Linked DNA regions of Mus musculus: region 1 is linked to region 2. A link is a contact called in public ChIA-PET data. All regions are on one chromosome and are shown on one strand. Each heading gives the region's core, a stretch centred on a gene start, on an enhancer-like site or on the middle of the called end of the contact. The rest is flanking DNA. Distances are from core to core; before and after follow the strand shown.

The links. ChIA-PET counts read pairs in DNA pulled down with a chosen protein or histone mark.
Region 1: a contact with region 2 is called in an RNA polymerase II ChIA-PET map of memory CD8 T cells, with 6 times the contacts expected there. The contact joins two enhancer-like sites. A contact is called at or near these places in 2 of 15 datasets of contacts at CTCF or cohesin (CD8 T cells and large pre-B cells), 3 of 484 Hi-C or Micro-C datasets (CD4 T cells, bone marrow-derived macrophages and embryonic stem cells) and 4 of 115 datasets of contacts at active chromatin or transcription factors (CD8 T cells, bone marrow-derived dendritic cells, memory CD8 T cells and 1 more).

The regions. Positions count from the first base shown.
Region 1 is chr10:96,580,417-96,587,884 of GRCm38.p6, reverse strand. Gm33843 (a long non-coding RNA gene) reads left to right here. Exons shown (of 4, transcript XR_380712.2): 3 at 2,745-2,815. Among named protein-coding and RNA genes, the nearest start is that of Gm33843, 15 kb to the left of the region's middle. Within about 2 kb of position 1,679, at least 36 of the 459 cell types and tissues checked have an H3K27ac peak or open chromatin away from gene starts, as enhancers often do. A contact at or near this core is called in CD8 T cells, memory CD8 T cells and regulatory T cells, where this site is marked.
Region 2 is chr10:96,199,445-96,206,716 of GRCm38.p6, reverse strand. No RefSeq gene overlaps it. Among named protein-coding and RNA genes, the nearest start is that of Gm40746, 22 kb to the right of the region's middle. Within about 2 kb of position 5,271, at least 87 of the 459 cell types and tissues checked have an H3K27ac peak or open chromatin away from gene starts, as enhancers often do. A contact at or near this core is called in CD8 T cells, memory CD8 T cells and regulatory T cells, where this site is marked.

The DNA.
Region 1 (7,468 bases), core at 430-2,929, 380 kb before region 2:
GAGCAGTCGGTTCTCTTAACCACTGAGCCATCTCTCCAGCCCAAGATTCATTTTTACATGAGTGTGTGCATGCATCTCTCTCTCTCTCTCTCTGTGTGTGTGTGTGTGTGCGCTCTCTCTCTCTCTCTCTCTCTCTCTCTCTCTGTGTGTGCGCTCTCTCTCTCTCTCTCTGTGTGTGTGTGTGTGTCTGTGTGTGTATGTGTGTATGAATGCAGGTGTCACAGATACCAGAGGCATCAGATACCCTGGGGATTCACAGGCACTTGTGAGCCACCCTATACAGTGCTGGAAACTGAACTTGTACCCTCTATAAGAGGAGCATGCTTTTAACCATGGTACCAACTCTCCAGCCCATCCTCTTTTTTTTTTTTTCTCCTCCTCTCGCTATTGTTTATAACCAAAGCTTACCTACAGTCTGTAGCTTCATATCAACTCAAGAAGTAGTTCTGTTATGAGAAAACTTCTTGCCATTTTCCCCGAGTTCCTGTTTTTACATGCACACATTCCCAACAGATGACTGATAGAATAGTAAAGCTGAGATTTGAGAAAACAGCATCGTAGGGACTCTGCAATGCACTTATTGTTAGTCCCATGGAAGCAACCGTCTCTAAAATTTCCTGGTAGTCAGTTAGCGTACCGCCATGAGCGGATTTGCCAGTTTTCAATCTCTAAATGCTACCACGGAGGGCTCTTTTTTCCTATGGTTTCGATTTTTCCAAATACCTTGGTTTGCGTGGTCATACTGCACAGCACAAGATATGACCAGCACCAGTGAAATAGGGCAGCCAATCAAACAGCTTGAGGTCTCTCTGCTTTTGATTAGAAGCAACATTTTCACAGTCACATAAAATCCGAGAAAACTTAGTTAGCAAAAGTCCCTTACCTGGGGTTACTAAACCAATCTGCAGGAAGCTAAATAGCTTTTCAAAAAGTTTTAGCAAAAAGTCCCCTCCCTGGCCTTTCTTCAAACATTAACCTCAAACATTTACTTCCTTTCATATTATTTATACATTTAACCTCAAGATTTCATCTAGGAAGTCTCCAGCAAATATAAGACAGGACCTAAATGTCAGCCATCTGCAGACCAGACTTAACAAGTTTCCTGGGGGGGGGGGGATGAAAACCTCTCATTTCATACAGCTGAAAAGGGCTGTTGTGTCTCCCCAGGACTCCGGGCAATGCTTTTCCAGGACCCACCACCCAGTCTAGGCTCCTATAAATACATTCTCCAACCATGTAAACAGTTTCTTATTTGGTTTCTGGGCTAGAGTTTGTCTTTGCTGTGGAGGGCGGGGGGGGGGGGAGAGAAATGAAAAAAGCAGGTTTAAAAGGCAAACAAAAGGACATAATAATCACATTTTTCTCAAACACACAGCAGGATGCAGCAGCCATGTGTTAGATTCTACTTAAGAAAGCAGGCTCCCCCTAAGCACTGAATTGGCCCGAGTCTGGTATATATATATGTATATGTGTGTGTATATATGTATATATATATGTGTGTGTGTGTATTTACACATATATGTCTGAGCATACACAAGCCAGAATACACAAGTGGGGCTCAGGGAACAGCTTTGTGGGATCAGTTCTTTTTTTCCACTTTTACATGACTTGTAGGGCTCAGCGGAGGATGCCAGACTTTCATAGCAGCCCTTTACCACCACCCCACCCTCCACATCTTCCTGCCCCTACACTTTTTTTTTTTTTTTTTGAGACAAGGACTCTAGTACAGTAAGCTAGTGTACTACAGAGTCACACCTCAAATATATACAGTGGTTTCTGTAGATATCTATAGTCTTCAGTTGCCTAAAGGATATTTCTCCTGTGTTTGATGAAACAACCCCAACAAAAACAATTTTAATGTAGGCGTGTAGTGTGCATGCATGGGTGTGTATGTGTTTGTGTGTGGTGAATGTGTGTGTACAGGTGCACACCCATGAATGCATGTGTTTGAGTATGTGTAGGTCTGAGGTTGTGGTCAAGTATCTTCCTAGGTCACACCTCATCCTTATATGTTGAGGTAGGGTCACCTGCTGAACTCAGTTTACCATTTCAGATAGTCTGGCTAATGATTGAATGCTGGGGATTTTTCACTCTGTCCCCCATTCCTTTTTCTCTCTCATGTTTACAGAGGGCCTGCCATTCCCACCAGGCTTTTTATATGGATTATGGTGATCTGAACTTTATCTCTCAAGGATGTGTGGCAAGGGCTTTAGCAACTGAACCATCTCCCCATCAGGGAGCATTTCCCTGTTATTTCCTTGAGTGTTTCTGTTCTCAGTCCATATTGTTTGCATTGGATCAGTCCTTGTCACCCTGTTCAGTTGTACAGTCCTTGGCTCAGAAGGAGCACATGTAGGATGCAGGTGTTCTGTCAAGGCCCACAGAATTATCTCTGCCAGCATCACTATGCTGAAATTGGTAACTTATTGGAAGAGATAGAAAAGTTAGAGTGTAGCTGCTGTTGGCTCCATGCGACAGAGTACCCCAGAATACAACCAGCCCCAGAGAAGGCAATCTCAACCGAGAGGTGAAGACAGGGCAAGCCAGACCTTGTGGTCATCTCTGGGCCCGTGGCTTCAGTTATGTTATATAGCATCTATATTTGAATGTTAGTTCTTTTTGCCACTAGATTCTTTTGGGCTTAAGTCAGTGTGGTTTGGGTTTTCTGGCTTTTAGAATCATGTGGGTTTGGCTAGTGTTGACGTTTTATTTTTTTTTACCATCTTAATTTTGTTTGATGGCAGGCAACATACATATTGACATAGAAGCACACCATGAGCAGTAGATTGCATCCCTAACACCATGATTAATCAAGGTAAGCTTTGTTTTATCTGGTCATCAACACTTTCATAAAGAGAAATATGTGTGTGTGTGTGTGTGTGTGTGTGTGTGTGTGTGTGAGAGAGAGAGAGAGAGAGAGAGAGAGAGAGAGAGAGGGAGGGAGGGAGAGAGAGAGAGAGAGAGAGAGAGAGAGAGAGAGAGAGAGAGAGAGAGAGAGAGAGATTTATTACCAAAGCAATAAATTCCTTTTTGAGGCAGGTTTTATATAGCCCATGCTAGCTTTTAACTCTTTATATAGTCAGAATAGTATTACAGTGCATCCTTTGTTTTGTTTTTGCTGATTTAGGCGAAAACTAAACCAAACCAAACAGAAAACAACAAAACAAACAAACAAAATCAATCAAACAAATGGCATGCTAGGCAGGCACCAAGCTTTGTGTCCCATCTCTAACACTACATAAATTGGCTATGGTGATGCATGCCTGCTCCTGGGAGGTAGAATCAGAGGAACACAAGTTTAAGGGCAGCCTGGGATGCATAAGGCCTTAGCTTAAAAATAATGTGTATTTTGATAATAAATCTGCTTTTGTTCTTTCTAACCTAACTGAACATGCTAAGCAAACACTCTACCAGTCAGTGGTCTCAGCAGCTCCAGAAATACATCTAATATCATTGTTCAGAGGATATTCCTAGATGCTAGTGACACTGAGTCCTGGTAAACAAAGCAGTATGAATGGTAACATGAGCAAGTGCAGCTAAGGTCTGGTCAATGGTCAGCTTCCACCGCTCACCTGCCTGACATACATACGTTCCTGGATTCTAACCCCAGCACCAGGGGGAAAAAAAAGGCTTTCTAGTTGGGTGTGGCAGCAATGTGCTTAATTGCAGTACTTAGGAGGCAGAGGCAGGTGGATGGATTTCTGTGAGTTGGAGGTCACCGTGCTCTAAATAGTGAGTTTCAGGACAACTAAGGCTATATAGCAAGACCCTGTCTCAAAAAACGAAACAAAACAAAACAAAACAAAACAAAACAAAACAAAACATCTTTTAAAAGTCAGTTCTGCCAGTGTTTGACCTTCCTGCGATTTGAGGTTAATAAGTTCTACACTAACGGCTTAGAGAACATCGAAGAAGAGGGGGCGTAAACGTTGTAAGAACCCGAGGCCCAGGGCATCTGCTGTAAGATCGTGTCTTCTATATACAACAGGGAAACTGTGCCCATGAAACCTTAACAATGCAGTCACCTAATAAGACATGCAGGTGACATGCTGACACAGATGTGGGAGAAATCTCATAAGGCCCCACCCTAGGTGAAAATCTAAAAGCAATGAATGACAGTTGAGAGAGGGAACAGCCAGCTTCAGAAATGAGCCCCTGATCAGTGATCCACTCTTTACATGTCAGCCTTAAACACATATACATATGAGCAATGCTAAATGACAAATTTCTATCATCTATCTATCTATGTATCTATGTATCTATCATCTATTTCTTCCAATCTATCTATCTATCTATCTATCTATCTATCTATCTATCTATCTATCTATCTATCTATCTATCATCTATCTCTATGTATGTATGTATGTATGTATGTATGTATGTATGTATGTATGTATCCATCCATCCACCTGTCTGTATGTATGTCTGTCTGTCTATCTATCTATCTATCTATCTATCTATCTATCTATCTATCTATCTATCTATCTATCTATCTATCTATCTATCTATGTAACAGTACTAATTAAAGAATAAGAGGTCATGAATTTGGGAAGGGGTTTGGGGAACACAACAGGCCTGAAATGATTTAAATACAGCATTCATATATGAAATTCTCAAAACTTGAAACCTACTCTGATGCCTCTCCCGGTAAGGTTGGATGCATTAGCTGTCACTGTGGCTTTATTAGTACACGTCATCACTCGAGTTTTCTACTAGACTAGATGAAAAAACTAAATCATTCTCCAATTGCAGTTAACAGTTCGCAACTAGTTCACACTTTTATTCTGCATGGCTCATTAACAAAAGTAGCAAAAAGAGTTAGGGGAAAGAGTGATTCAGGAAGACACTATGCCACCCCAAGCATAACTGACACATGCATACATGCATATCCACAGGAACATGCTCATATATGACAAACATTCACACATACACACACACACACACACACACACACACACACACACACACAGAGACACACACAAACACATACACACAAACACATACACACACACATAGACACACACACACACATACACACACATATAGACACACAGATCTTGGTACCAGAATCTTTTGACTCAAGGGAATCTGAACAAATCACTTAATAACTGCCCCCTCAAGTTTTTTTATCAATAAAATCAGGAGACTAGTGCTGGCCGACAGAACTCCTGTGACTTTTATGAAAATCATATAAGTAATTCCAGCAGTTGTACTTTTATTCCTCGGTCAGTCAACAAAGAACTACAGTGAGCTGTGTACCATGAAAAACAAAGATGTATGAAATATGTTTTAAGATATGCTTGCATTTTTAATGGACAGGATAATTGCATACATTTACAACATACACTGCGACATTTCTTGTGTGTGTGCAATGTGCGCGTGTGCTCACACGTTATGTATGTGTGTGTTTTAAAACAGTGTCTGGTTATATATTCCAGGTTGTCTTAGAATTTGCAACAGTCTTCCTTGCTCAGCATCTTCATAGCTCAAATTATAGGTGTGAGTCACTATGTTTGGCTATACAACATGTTAACACAGAGCACAAAACACATAACACACACATGCACACCCACACCCACTTTACACTTATGTATATAAAATTATGTTGATTGGCAATTCTCTTACCTCTGATATTTCTTTGTGGTAAGATGATTCGGCACTGTCTCTACTAGCTATTTTCAGATATAAAAATCAACCTTTGTCAATTAAAGTTATATTCTTTTTCTTGGTTTTGTTTCTGTTTTGAGATAGTCTCCTTATGTGGCCAGTTCAGGTTGGCCTGGAACTTACAATTCTCCTTTCTCAGTCTTGTGAGCACTGCAGTTACAGACATGTACCAACATTCCCTGGCTTGATGGTTTTAATTTTAGAGAATCATTTGCTTGCTTCAAGAATCTTGCAGTCTAATAGAGAAAGTAGAAACATATAAGCCTGGGGCTTCTAATGCACTCTCTGAGAGCTTTTTTGTTCGATTAGTTTTATCACAGCTTGCAATTCTGTGATTATTTTCCATGTGCCTTTCCACCCTTGAAAGACCCCCTTTTCTTACCAGGCTATGGACACCACGGTGGTAACCCATTTTGCTAACCTCTCTATTCACAGTACCCTTGACACAATTATCTAGGAAATGGATGTTTTTATTTATTCCATCTTTTTTAAAAGGTTCAAGAAGTCGCTAGCAGAAACCCATGTGACCTTGTTTCTCAGGGTAACCAGTGTTAGGTGACATTTGCACGTTAATCCTAAGCAGAGGAGAAACCCCACGCTTTCCATGTTTGCACAGACTGAGAGCTTTAATTCCTCAGGATTCTTTGCAAACCAGTTAACTTCATATAATCTCTATTGTTGAACCTGATGCCTGCCCTTCGTCCTGATTTTATATCAGGGAGCAATGGAGGCAGGTGCCAGCCTTCATGCTCTCAGACGGTATTGCATTAAACCCACAACAATGAAAAAGAAAGCAGAATTGATTGGCTTCATTTCCCATGTACAGGGGGATGCTGGGTTGAAATAATCGCCTTAAGTGTTTCAGGGTGAGACTCTTTCCACTCGGGTCTGGTTTCAGGCTGCTGCCATGTCCGGGTTGTCCTTGCAGTAAATAAATCAGCAGGGTACATAATCTTGTTCTGTAACCTGCTGCAAATCCCAAAGATGTGCAAAATTCATCAACTCCAACAGAGGCTGAGAAGGGAAAATCCTTTTGCTGTGAAGAAATGCCCTTAGCAGGAAGATTTCGACTAACAGGTCACCTTCCCTTTAGTGATGTGAACATGAGTTAGAGCCTTTTACCAAGAAAAGGTCGTGGAAACCAGGACCTGGAAGAATGCTAGGTTTTAGGGGTATCTACCATTAATTTGTTTTGTTCTTCTAGAAAAGAAAAGCATTTGAAATCCTAGTCGAGTTAGCTCTGGTCAGGCTGGGTTAGGGTTAGGGTTAGGTATATACATATATATACCTGATATATATGCTACATATATATACATACATACATACACACACACACACATATATATATATGCTACATATATGCCGTATGTATGTATGTATGTATGTGTATATGTGTATGTGTGTATACATATATATGTATATATATGTATGTGTGTATATATGTGTGTGTGTATGTATATGTATATGTATATATATATATATATATATATATATATATATATCTTGCCCCAAAATTAGAAAGAAGCTTAGAGGTAGAGGGTTTGCCTAACATGTTCAAGGTTCTAGGTTTGATTCCCAGTCATGTAGAAAAACGAAGATAGAAGACAGCCAGAACGAGGCTTATGACTTGGGAAAATGTGAGAGATTCTTCAAGTATTCATTTATTCATTCACTTACTTTCAAGAGATTGCCTTGATACAAACAGGCCTTTTGGCTCCGAAAAGCAAGCTCGGCAGTAAGCAGCTGCGATCTTGCTGGCCATTCTGACTTCATTTAAGAAGATGGAATTGCTTTCCCAGAC
Region 2 (7,272 bases), core at 4,022-6,521:
GTTAACATGGACTTTTTTGTGAACACTCAAAATCAAAATGAAATCATCTTTTACATCAACTAGTTTGGTTTAGTGAAGTATGGTTCAACAAAAATCGAAATGAAATCATCTTTTAAGTCAGCTAGCTTGATTTAGTGTTGTATGGTTCAGTATGGCATGGTATGCTATGCTATGCTATGCTATGCTATGCTATGCTATGCTATGCTATGCTATGCTATGCTATGGCATGGCATGGCATGGCATGATATGGTATGATATGGTATGGTATGGCACAGTGTACTCTCAACTTAATGGTTATGTAGGAGCCAATGACATGATTCTACTTTAGCCTTCTTAATATATTGTATTTGACCCATGAGCTATTTGCTGCTTTACTGTTGTAAACACTGCTGTGATGAACATCCTGAGCTGGAAAAATCATGAAGCATATTCATAATTAGTTTCCTGGGATTGATTACTCGACAGGACATTATTGAGGCACAGGATTGTCACATTTTCAATTTTATTTACATTGTCAAATGTCCTTTCTGTAGCATTTCTGTGCTCACAGACTCCATAGGAAGACACAGTTGGTTCTTCTGACACATGGTGCAACTTGGTAACCTTGGCAAATTTGGTGGATGTGTTAGTTATTTTGCATTGCTTTAACAGAATGCAAGAGGCGGAGTAACTTACAAAGAATAAAGGTTTTGGTTTTTTGGGTTTTTTGTTTTTTGTTTTGTTTTTGTTTTGTTTGTTTGTTTGTTTACCACAAGAGCCTATCCTTGATTGAAGGCATATTTTATAGAATGTTCCAAGTGTCTAGCACATAAGTAGCAGTAGATGGCTCTCACATCACCTTGACATCTGGAACTAGGGCTCTCTGTGTCTGGGGCCCTCTCTGATGTCAGGTGTAGAGACATGTGCTTGGAGTGTACTACAGGCATGCACCGTGCCTCTCCCTAACTAGGCAGCCACAGAGCCCCAGGCATGGCATGGGGCCCTAGGGGCTCCTAGAAAAATACCATTGTGTCATATCTGGAACTTAACTTTGTCAAATAGTTCTTTATACATTTCCTTTCTGGGACTCCCATTACAGCTGAAAACTTATAATGTCCTGCTTATACTAGCAAACGATTTAAGGAATTTTACAATATAAATAATCACATTATTGGAGTCCCTTACAATCTTAGGGTCAAGCTACTGTGGAACAGCACCATCAAATACTTAGATGGCAAATTTTAAAAATAAAAAGGGAGCATATACGCCTACCTAAATCCCCATTGATTATGCTAAATTTACCATAGCTTTTAGCATAGCTTTTCTTCCCCTTTAAAGGCTAATTTTTCTGCTGCCCTAAGGTATTTTGCCCAAAAGGAGAAACAGCCTAAAGTATATGTTAAATGCAAAGATCTAGAAACCAATCTATTGAAAGGACCCAGTGTTTTTCTAACATCAGGGTAAAGTTATGCTTCTGTCCTCCCAGAAAATGAGCAAAGTCCCAGACGCCTCCCACCCTGATGCATCCCAGAGACCACACAAAAGAAGCATCTGACTATAGACAAGAAATCCATCCCGAGATGTCCCAAGAGGAAGACATCTCTCATCATCAATGACATAAGGTCAAAGACATAACACTATTGGATCCCAAAATTATGCTGCTATGTTTACTAACTCTATTACATATTAATTCTCAGCTTGTCAATGCAGAATCCAAATCCCTGTTTTGGGAGGAGGGATGAAGGCACACCTGTAATAGGAAGGAGATAGAATGATTTTGTTTTGCCATGCTAAGGATTTCTTTTTTTAATTACCAGTTCCAGGAGCTGTTACTAGGAAACAAAGAGAGGTCTCAAAAATGACCTGTATTACTAGTAAAACTACTAATATTGCAGTGAAAATAATAGCCGAAATTAATCAAGAGATAGGAGAATTAACTACAGTTTTGCAAAATAGAGCTAGGATAGACTGTTGCTCAAGCATAATGTCGGCTGTCAACTATTTCTTAGTATGTGTGGCTTAAAATGCATCTGTCAGATTTCTTTCATGCAATCCGTGGCCATATTAATAATCTGCATAAAGAGATAAACAAAATCTCTCAATAACCTTCGCATGGCCATCGTGGTTATGACTACTTTCCCCTTTCCTTGATTCTCTGTCTACTGTTCTTGTGATTCTGGCGTGCTTGCCTCTATGAGCTAGACTAGCCATGAAGGCAATGCTTTCAACCTTGCACCTATCACAGCCACAGTTTCCTCTTTAAAAAAAATAAAATAAGAAAGGAGGCAGTGTAGGAGGTACAGTGGTTCTTGTGCTTACAGATAAGCACCAGGGGAACCAGAAATGTTAGACACACAGTTTTTTCCCGTCAAGCGAAGAGACACATACCCCGTTATCTGCCCAGAAGGCAGAGAGCAGATGTGGTTATTAGCCTGGTGATCTTTTCGCTATCTGTGTGGCCAAGACCACAGTAGATCCTCCTCCAGACCCTTATCATGAGTTTGGTTTTGGTTGTTGTTTTGTTTTGTTTTGTTTTGTTCTGTCTTGTTTTTCAGTCAAGCCATAGAACACTTCCTTATGGAAAGTGTCACATGGACTGCACAGAGAATCTCAGGGCAGTTACATCTGAAGCCTTACTGTACACATGGAACTGAGTTATTATCACCAGGAAAGGTAATTGGGCTGTGCTTAATATGCCTAAAATAAACTATTCAAGGTTAGAGTCCTGAAGTCTGAACCAACACCAGCTATGCAGTGCTTTTGAACTGAACTACCTTCTGGCCTCCCAAAGAAAGATGCTCTGTTAGCCATGGTACCCACAGAAGCCTCGGACATGATTATCTTTAGAGGCTGGGAAGTCCAAATCAGGGCAGCTGCATGTGATGGAAAGGTAAGCAGGTATGTGAGAGAGAACTGAAGCATGGAAAAGGTAAACTCCCTTGGTAGTAGCAGCTTTCTATGGCGACAACTAACCTACTCCCATGATAACTGCATTAATCTATCCCTGAGGGCTCCATTAAGGTACCCAGCATCTCCTCCTTAGCCCTACAGCCCACCATGGCTCACTCAGGAACTCACTTCCCAACAGAGGTCTTCTGGGGGATAAAACCTTCAAACCAAGCAGAAATAAAACTGACTCATTGTGCTACTATTAAAAATGTCAGTGTTTAAAGTGTCCCAATATATATGGAAGCCACCCAAATTTCTCTACAACTGAATTTTCTCCTATCCTTATAACATTGATGAATATAGATTCAGACAATATTGACCTAAAAATAAATCCTAAAAATCAATTTGCAATATACTCCATGTATAAATTTTCAGACTACAACAAAAGTTTTTCCCAGTGAAAACCAACATCTATATTCTTTTTTGATGTTTAAGTTTGAACATGTCTTATTCAATACATAGATTGCTGGTACCATTTACCCATACAGCTAGTTGACAAATAAGGGGGAAAATGAGCTGAAATTAGTTGAAAACTTGTTCAAGTAAATAGAATGGATGGGGGAGATATCCTTGGTGAAATGTGATGCAGCCATCAAGGGGACAAGCAGCTTTGGTCTTAGGAAACACAAAGTTTGTTCCCAGCCACTGCAGGGATGTGCTGGCCTGGGAGGGGTGACATGTGACTGTTGTAGAAACCAGGAACACAGCAATGACTCTTGCCCTCCAAGTCTTCTACAGTCACCAAACCCACTGTTTATGGATTTTGTAAGTTTGTTAGAAGCCATCCACTAAGCCCTTTGAACTCTGGCAGAGGAGGGCTTTATAAATAGAATTTGAGCCCATGAGGTACTATCCCAGTGAAGCTAATTTCTCATGTTTCTTTGAAAGAAAAAAAATATTATTGCACAAGTGACCTAATAGGAGACAAACAGAGCAACCCAGCTTTCCAATCCACTAGTGTTTGAAACACTTTCCTGGGGGTCTCCTTTGATACATGGCTTAACATTTACCGTCTTTGTTGGTGACATTTCGAATCATTGTCTTTTTTTCTCAAAATAAAGGTTGGAGGGGCTGGCAAGGTATATTAGCAGTTAAAAGGGATAACTGCTCTTCCAGAGGACCCATTCAGTTCCTAGATCCCATGAAGGGCAACCTATAATTCCACCTTTAAGGGTTCTGACACCCTTACCCAGTCTCTTCAGGCACTGGTATACACTGGTTAAACACAGTATACAAATACATGCACATACATAAAAATAATTTAAGAAGAACAATCTTTTAAAAGCAAAATAAAATATGCAAGCCTGCAAGAAGCAGTTTCCGAAGAAGGTTTTTTGTTTGGTTGGTTGGTTGGTTGGTTGGTTTCAAAACACTTACAACTCTAGAATTTGAGAATTTGTTCTTAATTTAATGATAGGCAAGGGAGACATTTTGACAACAGTACACTCAGAAGGTATTTGCCAACCATTTAGTGAGCAAAGGGTTAACATCCAAACTATATGAGGAATCACTGTTCCGGCCACACTGTGAGACTCAGCTCTGGGAGAGCATCTGGCTGCCAGGCCGGGTCTCAGGCACTGACTTCAGGTCCCCTGTGCCTACTGAAGGTTCCGTTCAGAAGCCACCACTCTGCCTTCATCCAGGCCACCCAGAGGGAAGGCAGGACTTAGTGATGAACAGGACTGGCCTGCTCCCAGATGGGCCCCAGGAGCCAGGCTTGCTCTGCTCAATCATCAGCTAAGTGTAAGCCACCTTAACGTCACAGTGAGGGTTAGCCTCTGAAGAGAGAAAGCTGACGCGCACATATTGTCAAAAAAAAGAAAGAAAGAGAGAGAGAGAGAGAGAGAGAGAGAGAGAGAGAGAGAGGGGGGGAGAGAGAGAGAGAGAGAGAGAGAGAGAGAGAGAGAGAGAGAGAGAGAGAGAGAAAAGAAAACTTCTTTTAGTCCATTGCTGGGATGAACTTCGGGAAACCTACGCCACACCTACACCTCTATTCGTTGATTCGTCCTACATGTCTATCTGTTCCTCATCTGAAATGACACCCTTTGCACCTGTGCCTGTGGCCCTCAATCTGCTAAAGGTATGCAGCGCTTCAAATCCACATTGAGTGTCTAACCGTGTTAGACGGACTACTCAAAGCCTTGACGGAGAAAAACAGCATCTAAAGGTGATGTGAGGGTTAGATGCGCAGGTGCTGAAGGCAGGGAGGTGACTCCGAAGAGGTGGCAGCTGCTGGGAATGGCCCCAGTGAAGAAGCAATCCACCACAAAGGCACCGTGGCCTCAGAGCACTGCACAGATGAACGCTCTCCCGGGAAGCCCAGTTTCCTGTCAACAGTCACCCTGCCTTTTATCTTTCCTCTTTCTCAGCAACAGCAATAACAGCCGACGTCCGCACCACGCCCTGGGCTCTGTTCTAAGCAAGCTGCCTTCGTTTACTCTCATTTCTCGGAGGTAGAAACTGTTTGTCTTCGTTTTACAGACAGGGGAACCGAAGGAGAAGTCGATCGACATCCCCCTCAGGAAGTCGAGAGTCGGATTGGAACATTTTTGATTACAGTTCTTGAGAATAGACTTAGGCTCCTGCCTTCAGTGGGCAAGCGTCCTACTGCTCAATGAGCTGTGCTCCTAGAATTCTTACCCAGTGTGCCATCCGCCTTCTTACAGGACCCACATTCTGATGCCTGTCACGTGTGTCACCCCTGCTAGCAGATGACATGCTCTACGAGCAGCAAGCAAGGGAAATAAGTCCTTTATTCAGTCTCTGGCATTTACTTCATGACTGCTGTCTGCCAAATGTTTAACCCCTTCACACACACACACACACACACACACACGCACGCACGCACGCACGCACGCACGCACGCATGCACGAGCGCGCCTGAACTGGTTACATTGCATACCGTAGAACTCAGTCATCTCAGAGGTGGGTGGAACTGACAGAAGCATCACTGGGCATCAGAACTAGCAAAGGAAGACCTCACTCACATACACCTCTAGGCAGCCTCTCTAGCAGGAAGTTCCCGAGCTTGCCCACCTGACAATAAATGTGTGAGGTGTCTTACCTCTCACCCCCATAAAGAACACTAGGGGTAGATGCTGTTATCTGCACAATAAGGAAAGAACACACATGCTTCGGAAATCCATACAGCCAGCAAGGGGGGAAAAAGGCATTGAGACACTTGGATTCACTGCTTTTCCATGCTCCGCAGTTTGGTTGTAGAGTCTTCTTTTGTGGAATGGAATAAAATGCATAAGAAGTAAGCCTAAACAAACTCTGGTATTTATTAATAAGGTATCAACACACACGAACACACACACACACACACACACAATATATATATATATATATATGTATATGTATATGTATATGTATATGTATATGTATATGTATGTATATATATGTATGTGTGTATATATATATATGTATATATATATATATATATATATATATATATATATATATAGAGAGAGAGAGAGAGAGAGAGAGAGAGAGAGAATTCATCCCCAAACAATCTGGACAAGGACTATCTCCAGAGAAAAAGACACTCCAACAGTTTCTGGGGGTGTTTCCCATGTTGTATTCTTTGCCCTGAGTGGTAATGGCATTGAGTGGTAACACATTTGTTTGGTACCTGTACGTGCATTATGCCACCATATGTTCTGCCATCCATTCTAGTGGTTTTGGTGAGAGAGGTGGTCTTCCATACACTGCATTAGTTCTGGGTCAGAGAGGCGGGCTGCTTGACATTACAGTGGTCCTGGCAAGAGAGGAGTTTTTGTATATTAGTTTTCTACAAGACCCAAAGGGACCAGTTCTTGAGAAGGTGCCTTGAAAGAGTTGAGGTCATCTTCTCCCTAAGCTCTAGGTCTCCGGATGCTATGTTCCCTCTAATCAGTCCATATATGAGGCCAGTATGCAAGAGAGGAGAGTTGGCTATACTTTGGAGGGAGAAGAACCAAGTAGCCATGTGAGGTCTCAGAGAGGTGTTGGGGTGGGGGTGGGGGTGGGGAGTGGCCACTTCTACAGTTGAGTGGTCAGGGATGTTTAGCAGGAACTAGCTATATCTTAACAATTAAAGTTTAGTGTTGGGAGCCGCGCCCACATTCGCCGTTACAAGATGGCGCTGACAGCTGTGTTCTAAGTGGTAAACAAATAATCTGCGCATATGCCGAGGGTGGTTCTCTACTCCATGTGCTCTGCCTTCCCCGTGACGTCAACTCGGCCGATGGGCTGCAGCCAATCAGGGAGTGACACGTCCTAGGCGAAGGAGAATTCTCCTTAATAGGGACGGGGTTTCGTTTTCTCTCTCTCTTGCTTCTTGCTCTCTTGCTTCTTGCACTC